3 separate regions of the Mus musculus genome follow, and regions 2 and 3 are each linked to region 1. A link is a contact called in public Hi-C and Micro-C data. All regions are on one chromosome and are shown on one strand. Each heading gives the region's core, a stretch centred on a gene start, on an enhancer-like site or on the middle of the called end of the contact. The rest is flanking DNA. Distances are from core to core; before and after follow the strand shown. Region 1 has its middle 45 kb from the start of Gm34972. Region 2 has its middle 41 kb from the start of 4930452A19Rik. Region 3 overlaps Pacrg (PARK2 co-regulated).

Evidence for each region. A called contact is a pair of places that touch in the nucleus more often than the background predicts.
Region 2: a Hi-C map of muscle stem cells shows a contact between it and region 1, with 2.1 times the contacts expected there. The contact joins two enhancer-like sites. A contact is called at or near these places in 2 of 484 Hi-C or Micro-C datasets (muscle stem cells and myocytes) and 1 of 9 other capture datasets (embryonic stem cells).
Region 3: a contact with region 1 is called in a Micro-C map of trophoblast stem cells, with 2.6 times the contacts expected there. The contact joins two enhancer-like sites. A contact is called at or near these places in 5 of 39 promoter capture datasets (the C10 cell line, the HPC-7 cell line, liver and 1 more), 1 of 15 datasets of contacts at CTCF or cohesin (the NIH/3T3 cell line), 8 of 484 Hi-C or Micro-C datasets (the HL-1 cell line, cerebral cortex, embryonic stem cells and 2 more), 9 of 115 datasets of contacts at active chromatin or transcription factors (cardiomyocytes, embryonic stem cells, extraembryonic endoderm stem cells and 3 more) and 1 of 9 other capture datasets (embryonic stem cells).

Annotation. Positions count from the first base shown.
Region 1 is chr17:10,189,149-10,193,238 of GRCm38.p6, reverse strand. No RefSeq gene overlaps it. Among named protein-coding and RNA genes, the nearest start is that of Gm34972, 45 kb to the right of the region's middle. Within about 2 kb of position 1,963, at least 4 of the 459 cell types and tissues checked have an H3K27ac peak or open chromatin away from gene starts, as enhancers often do. A contact at or near this core is called in muscle stem cells and trophoblast stem cells, where this site is marked.
Region 2 is chr17:9,815,266-9,819,355 of GRCm38.p6, reverse strand. No RefSeq gene overlaps it. Among named protein-coding and RNA genes, the nearest start is that of 4930452A19Rik, 41 kb to the right of the region's middle. Within about 2 kb of position 1,680, at least 2 of the 459 cell types and tissues checked have an H3K27ac peak or open chromatin away from gene starts, as enhancers often do. A contact at or near this core is called in muscle stem cells, where this site is marked.
Region 3 is chr17:10,497,510-10,501,599 of GRCm38.p6, reverse strand. The region is part of intron 4 of Pacrg (PARK2 co-regulated); the gene reads left to right. All of the region lies in intron 2 of Gm16168 (a long non-coding RNA gene), which reads right to left. Among named protein-coding and RNA genes, the nearest start is that of Gm16168, 6.4 kb to the right of the region's middle. Within about 2 kb of position 2,134, at least 22 of the 459 cell types and tissues checked have an H3K27ac peak or open chromatin away from gene starts, as enhancers often do. A contact at or near this core is called in trophoblast stem cells, where this site is marked.

The DNA.
Region 1 (4,090 bases), core at 714-3,213:
TGAAGGACCACAGTGCCCCAGACACATGAAAATAGCAAGATGTTCTCCAGGTCTGACTCCACGGCAGGGGATTACAGCTCTCTCCTCCAGGATGACTGCAGCCTGGGTCTGAAGACACCCCATTGAGAATGAGGAAGACCCTCCTCCTCATTAGACTGTACACACAAAACTGGATTAGTTTCCTGGCTGCTGGTGCATCTCTGTCAGAGTGCATGGCCCATCCAGTCACAGCTTTTCTTCTATGGATTGGTTGCTTCTTTATTACCCAACATCCCTGTCAAGTCAATCCGAAAGTCATGCCGATCTCAATTACACTTTATGAAATATCACTGTACTGTCTTTGTCCCAATTTTCCTGGGAATTAAGGGGAAAAAATACTTCATCTTAAGCCAGTGACCTCTTCAGAGAAGTTATTTGAGAAGGGAACAGTTGCTTTCATGAGGATGGCGGTTAAGATGTTGGTATTATGCAGATCATGAACCCTTTAACAGGCCCACTCCCAACAAGTAACAACGTGTGTCTGCCCTAGAGAATGGGTACCCTTAGTACAGGAGGACAACTTGGCACGGTCAGATTGCTGTCCCCTGCCTAGTGCACGGCAACTGGCTTCTTGGGATGCGGAAGATGTCTGTTTGCGAGGCTCAACCTCTTTCCCCTTCCCTAAGCCTCCACCCCATCTTCATTCCAATAAACATACTTTTCATAAGAGAGAAGAGCTAGAGTATATATGTCTTGTTCAGGTGAGTGTCTTTTATTATATCAGTACCTACCCGTTGTACTGGTTTATGTTCTTTTTGTGTACTTAAAATGAACAGAAATGTATTTTCTTAGTAGCTTTTCAAGTCCTTGGGACCAAATTCCTGACAGAAATAGTGTGGGAGAGGGGAGGGGTTACTCAGGAGGTACAGTGGTATACATCAGGGAAGGCTTCTTCCACAATTGTACACACATCCAAGAAACACTGAGATTAAGCTTAAATGAGGAGTCAAGGCCTGATCTCTGACCTCCAGTGACCCATTTCTTCCAGCTAGACTCTCCCTCCCAAAGGTCCCACAGTCTCTGAAAGCCTAGCCACCAACGGGGAACCAAGTGTCCAAACAGTTGACCCGTGGAGGCATTTCATAGTCAAGCCATAGCACATACTTAGTTTCTAATTTGGGCCTTGATGAAAATAATTATTAATCATGGCACACTGATGTTCTTCTGGTGCTGGCATGAGGCTCTTCGTGTCTACACGGTGGCTATCCACGAAAGGCTGGCTGCTGCTTATGAGTGTTTGTAGAATGGTTGTAGTCAGTGCCCCGTTTCTCTCACCTGAGGAGGAAACTGAATAGCACCCTTCTGTAGCATGAAATAGAGATCTCTAAGTGTGGTCCAGACGGCAGGCAGATTGGTGTCTTCCTATGTAGCAGGCTGTGCTTTGTTCCTGGAAGGGTGGGCTTTCTTGCTACTCCTCTTCTTCTTTAATATCACAAGTTTGGTTTTTGTCATCTACAGAGATTTAGGAATTTATCACATTTTGTAGCCCTTTATAGTACACAACCATCGTTCCATTGTTGTTGTTGTTGTTGTTGTTGTTGTTTTTCTGTTTGACATTTGTCCTAGTTTCATTCTGTTGACGTTGACGGAACACTCTAACTAAAAACGATATGAGAATAATCTTAGGTATTTTCCCATTGCTGTGATAAAACACCATGACTAAAGCAACTTTATAAAAGACATCATTTAATTTGGCTTACAGTTTCAGAGAATTTGAGTCCATCGTGGCAGAGTGATGGAGCAGCTGAGAACTCACATCTTGAGCCACACCTACAAAGGAGAGAGAGCTAACTGGGAATCACACAAGTCTTTTGGAACCTCAAAGCCCAACCCCAGTGACACACCTCCTCTAGCAAGGCCGCATCTCCTGACACCTCCCAAACACTAACTGGGGACCAAGTATTTAAGCATGTAATTGTGTGTGGGGACGCCATCATTTAAACCACTACAAAGAGGACAGGGTTTGTTTGGCTTACATTTCCAGGTCACAGAAGTCAGGACAGGAAATGAATCAGAGACTATGGAAGAATGCTGTTTCCTGGCTTGTTCTTTATACATGCTCAGCTTGCTTTCTGATATATCCCAGGCCCACCTGCCTAGGGATGACACCACCCACTGGGGGTTGGAAGACAGTCTCTCACAGATGTGACCACAAGCCAATCTGATCTTGGCAGTTCCTCAGTTGAGACTCTCGGGTGACTCTGGGCTGTGTCAATTTGAAAGCCAGAGCTAAGTAGGACAACCTCACAAGTAAATAAGAATGACAATTTTTTTTTTTAATTCTCATAGGCAGAAAACTAAAGTTCAAAGGTTGATAGCCTAGAATCCTCATATTAGACAGTGGGCTTCATACCCACTATAGAGAGGGGAGGTCAGGGGGGCCAGAGCTCTGAAGCTGTTTACAGCAATGGTTGCAGCCAAGTGGGAGATGGATATTACAGAGACAGAAGTGAAGCATGGTGGGAAATTACTGTCTGAAGGAGACCAATAGCTATTTGGCTTTTATTAAATTATATTCTCACTGACCAGTGCTTCTGGAATACTATATTTGCCTCTTGTGGCCAGCCAGGGCCCAGGAAGGCCCTTGTGTCTGCTGTAGTTTGAGAATGAATGATGAAGCTATAATTGAACTAAGGGTGCTGAGATTGTATAAAAATCTTCCAACAGCTCCAGCCTCCTGAACCCTGTTAGAGTGATTGTCAAGATCTGACTCCTTGGGGTTTCCTCAGTAGCAATTTTGATTTTATCCTGGCCTGTTCTTTATCCCACAGCCTCCTTACTTTTAGCCTCAGCCTCCTCGTTTTTCTGTCTGGCTCTACAGGTATGGCTCTGAACATGTGATTAGCACAGAGGATCCCTGTTCAAGTACAGCATTTGATCCTCGGGCTATAGAGGAATGGAAGGGTGGGTGCTCTTAGGTGGTTCTGTCACCATACCTTGGAGAGAAGGGGATCACAGAGTGTGAAACAGTGCTTTCCGGTCTTAATGAGGAAGGGCATGGGTATGACCAGTGACACCAAGTGTGTAGCTGGCAGGGTAAGATCATTGAACTCAATGATGGTGTCAACCTTAGAGCCATAGACCTTCTAAAGACCTGTTAATCAAATCCTCAGGCTAAGAAGTTGCTAATCCTTCCCAGTCTCCATTAACACAATGCACTCCAGGATGTGCCTCTGAGTGAAGGGAGCCAAGCATCTCTCAGTCCTCTTCCACTCGCCCAGCTGATGGTTGCCTACCAACATTCTGTTGGTAGCCCAAGTCTCCTAACTCATGAAGAACTTCATTAAAGTAGAGTTCTAGCTGCCATATGAGCATCATCTGAGGCCAGCAAGATTCATACTTGGTGATGAGACTGCTGTAACACCAGCTGAGAGAGAGAGAGAGAGAGAGAGAGAGAGAGAGAGAGAGAGAGAGAGAGAGAGAGAGAGAAGAGAGAGATGCTCCCCTCAGTGTGTTCCTATTATCCATGAGCCTCTGAAAATGTGGCTTGCTCAAGAAGGCATTAGAGCTGAATTATCATTTATGTTTGTCACAGGGGTTGAAAGTGTGTAATGAGATTCCAGAGTTAATGTTTTGTACAGAGCACTTAGGAAAGCCAGGATGAAATTGGCTCTGAGTTCTGATGAGGCGTTTTAATTAAAGATAGTGTCTAATCAAGGGTGGAGCAGAGGCTGCTTAGAAAACGTCAGTTCATTGTCCAATCCACTGGTGCGGAGATGGACAGGCAACCTCTGTGGAGATCCTGCTGCCAACAGGGAGGGTGACAGTGAGGAACTATGTTTTGGGAGCAGAAGAAGGGGCTGAGGAACTGTGGGCCACCTTGGGCCACATGTTTGTGGCTGTGCTTGCAGCCTGTGTGTGTCTATGATCATGGCTCTATGAGCATCATACAAATGTCAGTGCTTCTGCCCACAGATCCACATGAATGCTTGTTAATTTGATCTGGTCAGAGCCCCATGTACAAACATCTCCTAGCTGGTGTGTGCAACCCTGTGGACCCACAGTCAACTGGAAGGTGCTTTCTTACATAGGGCTTATATCACTTTTCCCA
Region 2 (4,090 bases), core at 431-2,930, 370 kb after region 1:
AAGTTTGAGGGTACACAGTCCATCATGGCAGAGAAAGCATGGTGGAGGGAGAATGGAGCAGCTGGTCACATTTCAGGCCCAGTTAAGGAGCAGAGAGAGAGATGAATGCCAGAGTCCTGCTGGATTCCTCCCTTTTGTTTAGGTAGGACCTCAGCCTAAGGGATGGTGCTGCCCACAGTTAAGGTGGGTGTTTCTATTCCAGTTAACCAAATCTAGATAATCCCTCACAAGTATGCTCAGAGGCTAAGATCATCTACAGTGCCCTTTACAGGCACGCACAGAGGCTTGTCTCTTAGGTTATTCTAGGCTGTGTCAATTTGGCAATCAATACCACAGTAACCTATGTGAACACTTATCCTGTGAAGAGCTTATAAATGATTCTGTTTTCTCATTTCACCCTCAGTAGTTAGCTGGTATAATGAAGTATCTCCAAGGAGACAGACTGCATCCATATATTGGCAAATATGCTCCCATACAGCCAGACACCACTCTTCTCTCATGAAGGCGAGAGAGAATAAAGAATCTTTTACTGAAAGTCATATTTTCAATCCAGTGAGGCCAGAGCATTGATCGAACTGCATGTTATAGAGCCTGCAATTCTCTGAGGTCCCAGGAATCTGCTCTGACGCTTTGATGTCCATACCATTATCCTCAGGGAAATTAAATGGGTCTGGCACACAATCCTCCCTAGTTCAGGAGCTCATGGTATTGCTGTGATGGCTCTGAAGGCCTAGGGCCGCATCACCTCCCCACACTCTGTCCCCACCTCTGGTTGGAGTTCATAGATATTGACAACGAATACATTTTAAGCCTGCATGTTTCTTCACACATGGCCAGTGAACTAGGGTTAACATTTTGCAATGAAAACTTCTTCAGCTCTCTTGCTGTTGCAGGCCCTGGGGAGATGTGAGCCCAATGCCTCTCTATGTACTTCTTGCTTGAATTTTATTTCTATTTTCCAGAAGTTTCTGAATTATAAAGTTGCCTATCTGACCCTGTGACACTTGACATTTAAACTTAGGGGATATAGTCCTCAAAAGAATGGTTCTCAAGCTGGGCGTGGTGGCACACGCCTTTAATCCCTGCATTTAGGAAGCAGAGGCAGGCGGATTTCTGAGTTCGAGGCCAGCCTGGTCTACAAAGTAAGTTCCAGGACAGCCAGGGCTACACAGAGAAACCCTGTCTCGAAAAAAAAAAAAAAAAAAAAAAAGAATGGATCTCAACAGGTAGACTGATTTTGGTGAGACTGATCTTGGATATTAATTGACACATTTGGAAGGGAATGTCAGTTGTAGAATTGTGTCCATCAGATTTACCTGTGGGCATGCCATCCATGGGTATCTTCTTAATTGATGTAGGAGGTCCCAGCCCACTGCAGGTGGTGCCATCCTTATGTAGGGGCACTTATGCTATGTAAGAAAGGCAGACAAGCAAGCCAATAAGCAGTGGCAATTCTTCTACGACCTCTTCTTCGGTTTCTGTCTCCAGGTTCACGCTGTGCACCCTTACCTAGGATTTGCCTGAAGATGGACTACAGTCAGTAAATTAAAGTAAACTCTCTCCTCTTCGAGTTGCTTTTGGTCAGAGTGGTTTATCGGAGCAGAGGAAATGCAGACTGAAACAGAGATGAATACCAGGCATGCAGAACACTGCTCTGATGGATCTGACCATGTGTTGGGACTAGGATTGTGGAAACATTTGAAACATTTGGCTAGAAAGGGTGTTGAGTGTTTAGAGCTTACTGGGTCATTCTGTGAGTTCTTGGAAACTAAAAATGCTAAAAGAAATGGAGATGATGGAGGCATGGCTTGCCAACTCTGAGGGACACTCGAAAGTCCCCCAGAGAGTCTTCTAACATTCTTTGTGTGGTATGTTTTTGATTAAGAATTATGGAAGTCAAACCTTTGCTTTACTGTAACAATGGATGCTGGCCATGTGGGAATAAACACATCAGCTGTGATTAATAGGCAATCAGAATCAGAAGTGAAATCTGAGAATATTTCTCCAGGATTAGTGCACAAAAACCAAGTCTGTGGTCCAGAGGGGCAAATGCTGCTACTAAAGCTAGCAGCTGAACTCAGTGATGTGAAACAGTCTCTCACATGGTATTAAATGGTATTAAAGCTGCAGGATTGAATAGGTCATGGAGAGCAGCTGAGGCTTGGTGCTGTGAGAGTCCATTGGTTTAAGTGCAGCCTGGGTTGTAGTAGAGACCCCAGGATTGAATGGGTCATGGGGAGAAGCTGTTGTTTGGTGCTGTGAGAGACCAGGAGGACACTGGTGAAATACTTGTAGTTATAGTGAGACCCCAGAATATTCAAGCTGCTAGGATTGTGGGATATCCATGAGGAGCAGTGTCAGGTGTGGAGTGGAGCCAATATGAGTTCACCAGAAACACTGTCTATGTTCTGAGTGGCAGAGCTGGAGTGGGGCAGGGATGAGGGAAGGGGCTGTCCAAGTCCTTTGTAGCCCAGAATATCTTTAGTTAGTTCTTAACACCAGACGTTGAGCTTTTGACATTGTTGGATATTGGTTTTGCTTTGGGATGATTGTAATCTGCCCGGGAGGCGGGGGGGGGCAACCAGATCTCGAGAGCCAGTATTTAGCATTAGAACACAAGCAGCATCAGACCAACCCCCAACATGCAATGGGCTCTGCTAACAGAGGAACTGCTAGAGTCCTGTCCACTGCTTCCCTGGGAATGGTGCAATGCTGGGCCTGTAGTGTGGGTTCCATTATAAAGACAAACATGAGAACAAAAGCTTGGGAGTACACACAAGAGGACCTTAGATGCCATCACTCTTGGCAGGGGTCACTGGCCTGCATCAGTGAGCAGGTGGTCACTTCCAGGCAGTGTCTAAGTGACAACAAAAGCAGGGAGAGCCCCACTTAACCCTCGAGCACTCAGCAATGCAAAATGCATGGATGCCTATGACACCTGGGACTCTGGGTATTGGAAACCTTGACATGGTTGTGTTGTGATTATCATGGAGACTATTGGTGAGTGTGTATGGGAGGGTGTGTCCTGGAACACAAGATGTCAATTAAGGATTCTCTTCTGCTGAAGTGAGGACAGGAGCCTAATGGAAGTTGAGTCTGACCCTCTCATGTATACTGATTGCTATGAGGATTGTGGTGGGCAGTGTGTGGGTCCAAGGAATGAGGCCACCATGAACTGTCAAAGATGGGAGAACAAAGTGGGATCATGTCAGAGAGATTGGGAAACCTCCAGGCAGGTGGCCCAGGGATTTAGGTACCTAGAGACTACAGCAGGAGGTAAGATCTCCGTGGAGTAGAGATTGATGACAGGGTGACAGGGTCAAAGGGCAGACTTGTTGTATAGCTGTATGAGTGGCATCACCTTTTCTTTGAAATATGAGACCACACAGTTAATTTTCCATCTGTTAGTGATTGAGGGGTTTACTATGGTTGTATTTACATTTAAAATAATATTTTTCTTAATTCTTTGAGAATCTTGTATTGTATTTTGATGATATTCACACACTCCTAACTCCTCCTACACCCTATATCTTCTTCCTGCCCCTATCTCCCTACCCATCCGGCATATGAGGGTTTTTTTTGTTTTTGTTTTTGTTTTGCTTTGCTTTGTTTTGTATTGTATTGTTTTGTTTTGTTTTAACCAGTAAGTCCAGTTTGTGTTATTTATTAGTCTTGTGTGTGTAGTTTTCCACTGGAACATGGTCAGCCTACCTGGAATCACATCATTAAAGAATACCAACTCTCTCTCTCTCTCTCTCCCTCTCTCTCTCTCTCTCTTCCCCCCTCCCCCCCCCCCACGGCCTCCTTTGCCAACTTTCATTGCCAATAGGTCTTGAGATAGGGGTTGGACTTGGTGTCTGCCTCTCACCTTCCCAGGTCTTCAGATAGGGGTTGGACTTGGTGTCTGCCTCTCACCTTCCCTGCAGGGCTGTGCTCTGGGCTCTGGGCTGAGCTTGCGTAGATCCTGCACGTGCTGTCCCAGTGCTTGTGAGTTTATATGAGCAACTTCTCTCTTGTGTCAAAAGGCACCAGTTTCCTTGAAGTGATGTCTTATTACCTCTGCCTCTTACACTCTGTCCTCCCAGTCTTT
Region 3 (4,090 bases), core at 885-3,384, 310 kb before region 1:
AGCTGTGTGTTTGAGAGGGTGTTGGTAATGGAATGCCTTAGACAGGGCCATGCCAACAACAAAGTACACATTCCTGGGGGCCTGGAGGCCCAGAGTCCAAGATCAGGTTGGCTTCTGAGGCCTTTCCTGGGCTTGCAGATGACCTTCTTGTGTCCCCATACGTCAGTCCCTGCCCCCAGGTGCTTTGTCTACACCCTCTTTATAAAGGCCTGTGCTCAACCTATGGCTTCAACCTCGGGGATTAGAAGTCAGGGTTTTAGGGTCAAGGAGAGGAGTCTTTGGGTGAGAGTGGAGGAAGGGAGCCTGCGCCTCAGGACACAAGAGCTTAGGACCGTGCTAGTGGCCCAGTTGTAAGCCAGAGTCAGGCCAGCTGGGGCAAGTGTCAAAGGAGAGCTGATGGGAATGGCTGCTCGGATCAGGAGACTTCATTACAGAGAGGCTAGGGGCTCTCGAGACTGCTCAGCATTTCCTCACGCTACCGAATGCGTTGACATTGTTCCGTGTCAGCCCCACACTGTAGAGCGCCAAGGGCTCAAAGTGGCACTTTTCATTTCTGATTTCCCAACCACTTAGTCAGCTGTGAAGAGCTGACCTGAAAGGACAATTCCCAGTCAGAGCTTTTTTTTTTTTTTTTTAACCCCAGACCAAGGGTCATGTGTCGGCAGTTTTCTCTAAAACCAGTAGATGGCGATCTTCCATCCTTGGCCTGTTGACCCACAGGGATTAGCACTGACCTTGCCCCTCAAGGACAGACCTTTGTGATTGTGAAATTCCTAGGCAAATGAATGGATCTGGAGGGCATCATCCTGAGTGAGGTAACACAATCACAAAGGAACTCACACAATATGTACTCACTGATAAGTGGATATTAGCCCAAAACTTAGGATACCCAAGATATAAGATACAATTTGCTAAACACATGAAACTCAAGAAGAATGAAGACCAAAGTGTGGACACTGTGCCCCTTCTTAGAATTGGGAAGAAAACACCCATGGAAGGAGTTACAGAGACAAAGTTTGGAGCTGTGACAAAAGGATGGACCATCTAGAGACTGCCATATCCAGGGATCCACCCCATAATCAGCTTCCAAACGCTGACACCATTACATACACTAGCAAGATTTTGCTGAAAGGACCCAGATAAAGCTGTCTCTTGTGAGACTATGCCGGGGCCTAGCAAACACAGAAGTGGAGGCTCACAGTCAGCTATTGGATGGATCCCAGGGCTCCCAATGGAGGAGCTAGAGAAAGTACCCAAGGAGCTAAAGGGGTCTGCAACCCTATAGGTGGAACAACATTATGAACTAACCAGTACCCCAGAGCTCTTGACTCTAGCTGCATATGTATCAAAAGATGGCCTAGTTGGCCATCACTGGAAAGAGAGGCCCATTGGACACACAAACTTTATATGCCTCAGTACAGGGTAACGCCAGGGCCAAAAAAATGGGAATAGGTGGGTAGGGAAGTGGGGGGGGGTATGGGGGCTTTTGGGATAGCATTGAAAATGTGATTGAGGAAAATACGTAAAAAAAAAAAAAAGAAAGAAAAAGAAAAATGTATATATAAATCTAAGATATGAAACTTAAGTATGTTCTAAAAGTAAGATATCAAATATTTTGCCAAAACTTTATATGCCCCAATACAGGGGAATGCCAGGGCCAAGAAGCGGGAGAAGGTGGGTAGGGGAGCAGGGCAGAGGGAGGGTATAGGAAACTTTCGGGATAGCATTTGAAATGTATATAAAGAAAATAACTAATAAAAATAAATAAATTTTAAAAAAAAAAGGGGGGGCTGGTGAGATGGCTCAGTGGGTAAGAGCACCCGACTGCTCTTCCAAAGGTCAGGAGTTCAAATCCCAGCAACCACATGGTGGCTCACAACCATCCGTAACGAGATCTGATTCCCTCTTCTGGAGTGTCTGAAGACAGCTACAGTGTACTTACATATAATAAATAAATAAATAAATAAATAAATAAATCTTTAAAAAAAAAAAAAAAAAGGACAGACCTTCAACTCTATCTTGTCCTGGAATGTGAGGCCAGAGGCTAGCTCATCTTCTCTGCTAATTTATGCTTGCTCCCGATAACCTAGAAAACAGCTGCACAAGGTTAAAAACTAGATCTCCACTGGCAGCTACATAGACTCACTCCCTCGTGCGTGTCCTTGCGTCCCCTCTTTTCATACCAGTGGCATTCTCCAGTCACTGCCTCTCACAAATCTCCTATGCCTCTGGATTTTTCTGTTTTCTCAAGTCAGTTTGTTGTTGTTGTTGTTCTTGCTGTTGCTGCTGCTGCTGCTGTTGTTGCTGTTGCTGTTGTTGTTGCTGTTGTTGTTGTTGTTGTTGTTGTTGTTGTTGATCTGCTCCATGTTAAACCAGTTCAGGAGCATTCAACCTTTTGACATTCCAACATGAGGTTGTCATTCACAAAAATGTTGGCCACATTCACACAATCCTGGGATACCTGTGACTCATGAGCTGCAGGCTACACCCACCTGAACCTTTCTGCTCCTCCCCCAACTTCCTGTTCCTTCTCACTTGTAGCGCACCTTTCAGAGAGATTCCTCATTGCTTTCTAACCCAGCTCCTAATTCCAATGCTCACCAAGTGAAGTGGACAGCAAAGGACCTCACCTTGCAAAAGCCTCGAAAAATATTAGGCTGACTTTTCTGTGAAATAGAAGCATGAAGATTTTTGCATCGACTACCAGCAATACAACTCGTTTAATTTGGCTTTGATGTCTTAAAGGATTAAAATGTTGGTATCAGCCATAATATTTTAAAGCGAGCTAGAACACGTTGGCGGTTGTATCAAGAATCTGTTTGATGTCAAGGAATATGATTGCTGAAAAGGCATGGCATATGACTGATAAAATGGCATTAAAATGTAATGCTGGCAGTGGAGAATCTCAAAGATGGGGCGGGGGGCGGGGAGGAGAAGGTGGCCCTTAAAAGTGAGGACAGAGAAATGCAACTCAGGTGGGTGAGGTGCCACCAGCACCAGCTGAAGCTACTCAGGGCAGGCACTCAAGCAGCTTGCATCCCCTTTCAAAGAAGACCCTCGCCACCCTGTTTCTGCCTCAGAGGAAGAGCTAAGTTTAAATAGGTGGGGTTTCCCAGGGCCTCACGGTGTCCGTTTCTGCAGCAGGTGCCTGCCATCTGCCCTCACTGCCTGATCCATAATAGCCGACTTATGGTTCTTCCAAGGTGAAAGGTTCAGAATTAGTCTGGAAATAGGATTCACTTCTCCTCAGTTCCTCACAAGAGGGAGTAAGCCCCTTAGGGCCAGCTTCAGCCAGCTGGCAGTGATCAAAGCAATGAATGGATACTGGAGGACTAGAGAGAAAACCAGGAAAGATTTCTTCCTGGCAGTGTGAGCAGCAAAGTGTGAGCCTGCAGGTCTGGAGTTCCTCACTGAACCTAGTGTGTAGCCAGCCCAGATGAGTCGTCACCCCCCTGCCCAAGAACAGAAGAAGGAAGTCAGCTTGCCTTCCATCACACACTCTGCTGTGGATTTATTTTTATATCAAATAAGTAAGAAGCCTGTCAACTTGGCACACAGTTAATGTGTCTGCCCTGTGAGGGCCCTGTCTGCCCTTGATCTTCTCCATAGCCAGGGCCCCAATAAGTATGCAAATTGCACAACTGTCTTCTAAACATAGTAATGCCCTTTACTGGAATCCCTGGAAACCCGGAGCTTCTACATTTGATTAAGTCACAGCGTTATTTTAAGACAAGGCATAAGAGTTTGGTATACACTAAAAATTGACAACTAGCTTTTTACAGTGTCAGCTTTTAAAGCCAGCTTTGTAAATTTGCAGTGAACCCTGCACCTCTGCCCTTAGTTAGCCCAGAAGATTCCGTGCCCACAGAGTGGGCTGACCTTCACTTCAGATAATGTTCTCCAAAGGCAAGCTACCAAAAATACAAGGAAAATAAATTGGAATTTGTTATCCTGAATTACAAAAAAATGCATTTTGCTTAGATAGCAGGATAAACAGCAAGGAACCTCCAGAGGAAGCCTCTTTGACCAGATCATGGAGTGACTTTTTAAATCATGTACTTGTGTGTACATATACATGCTTTCTCTCTCC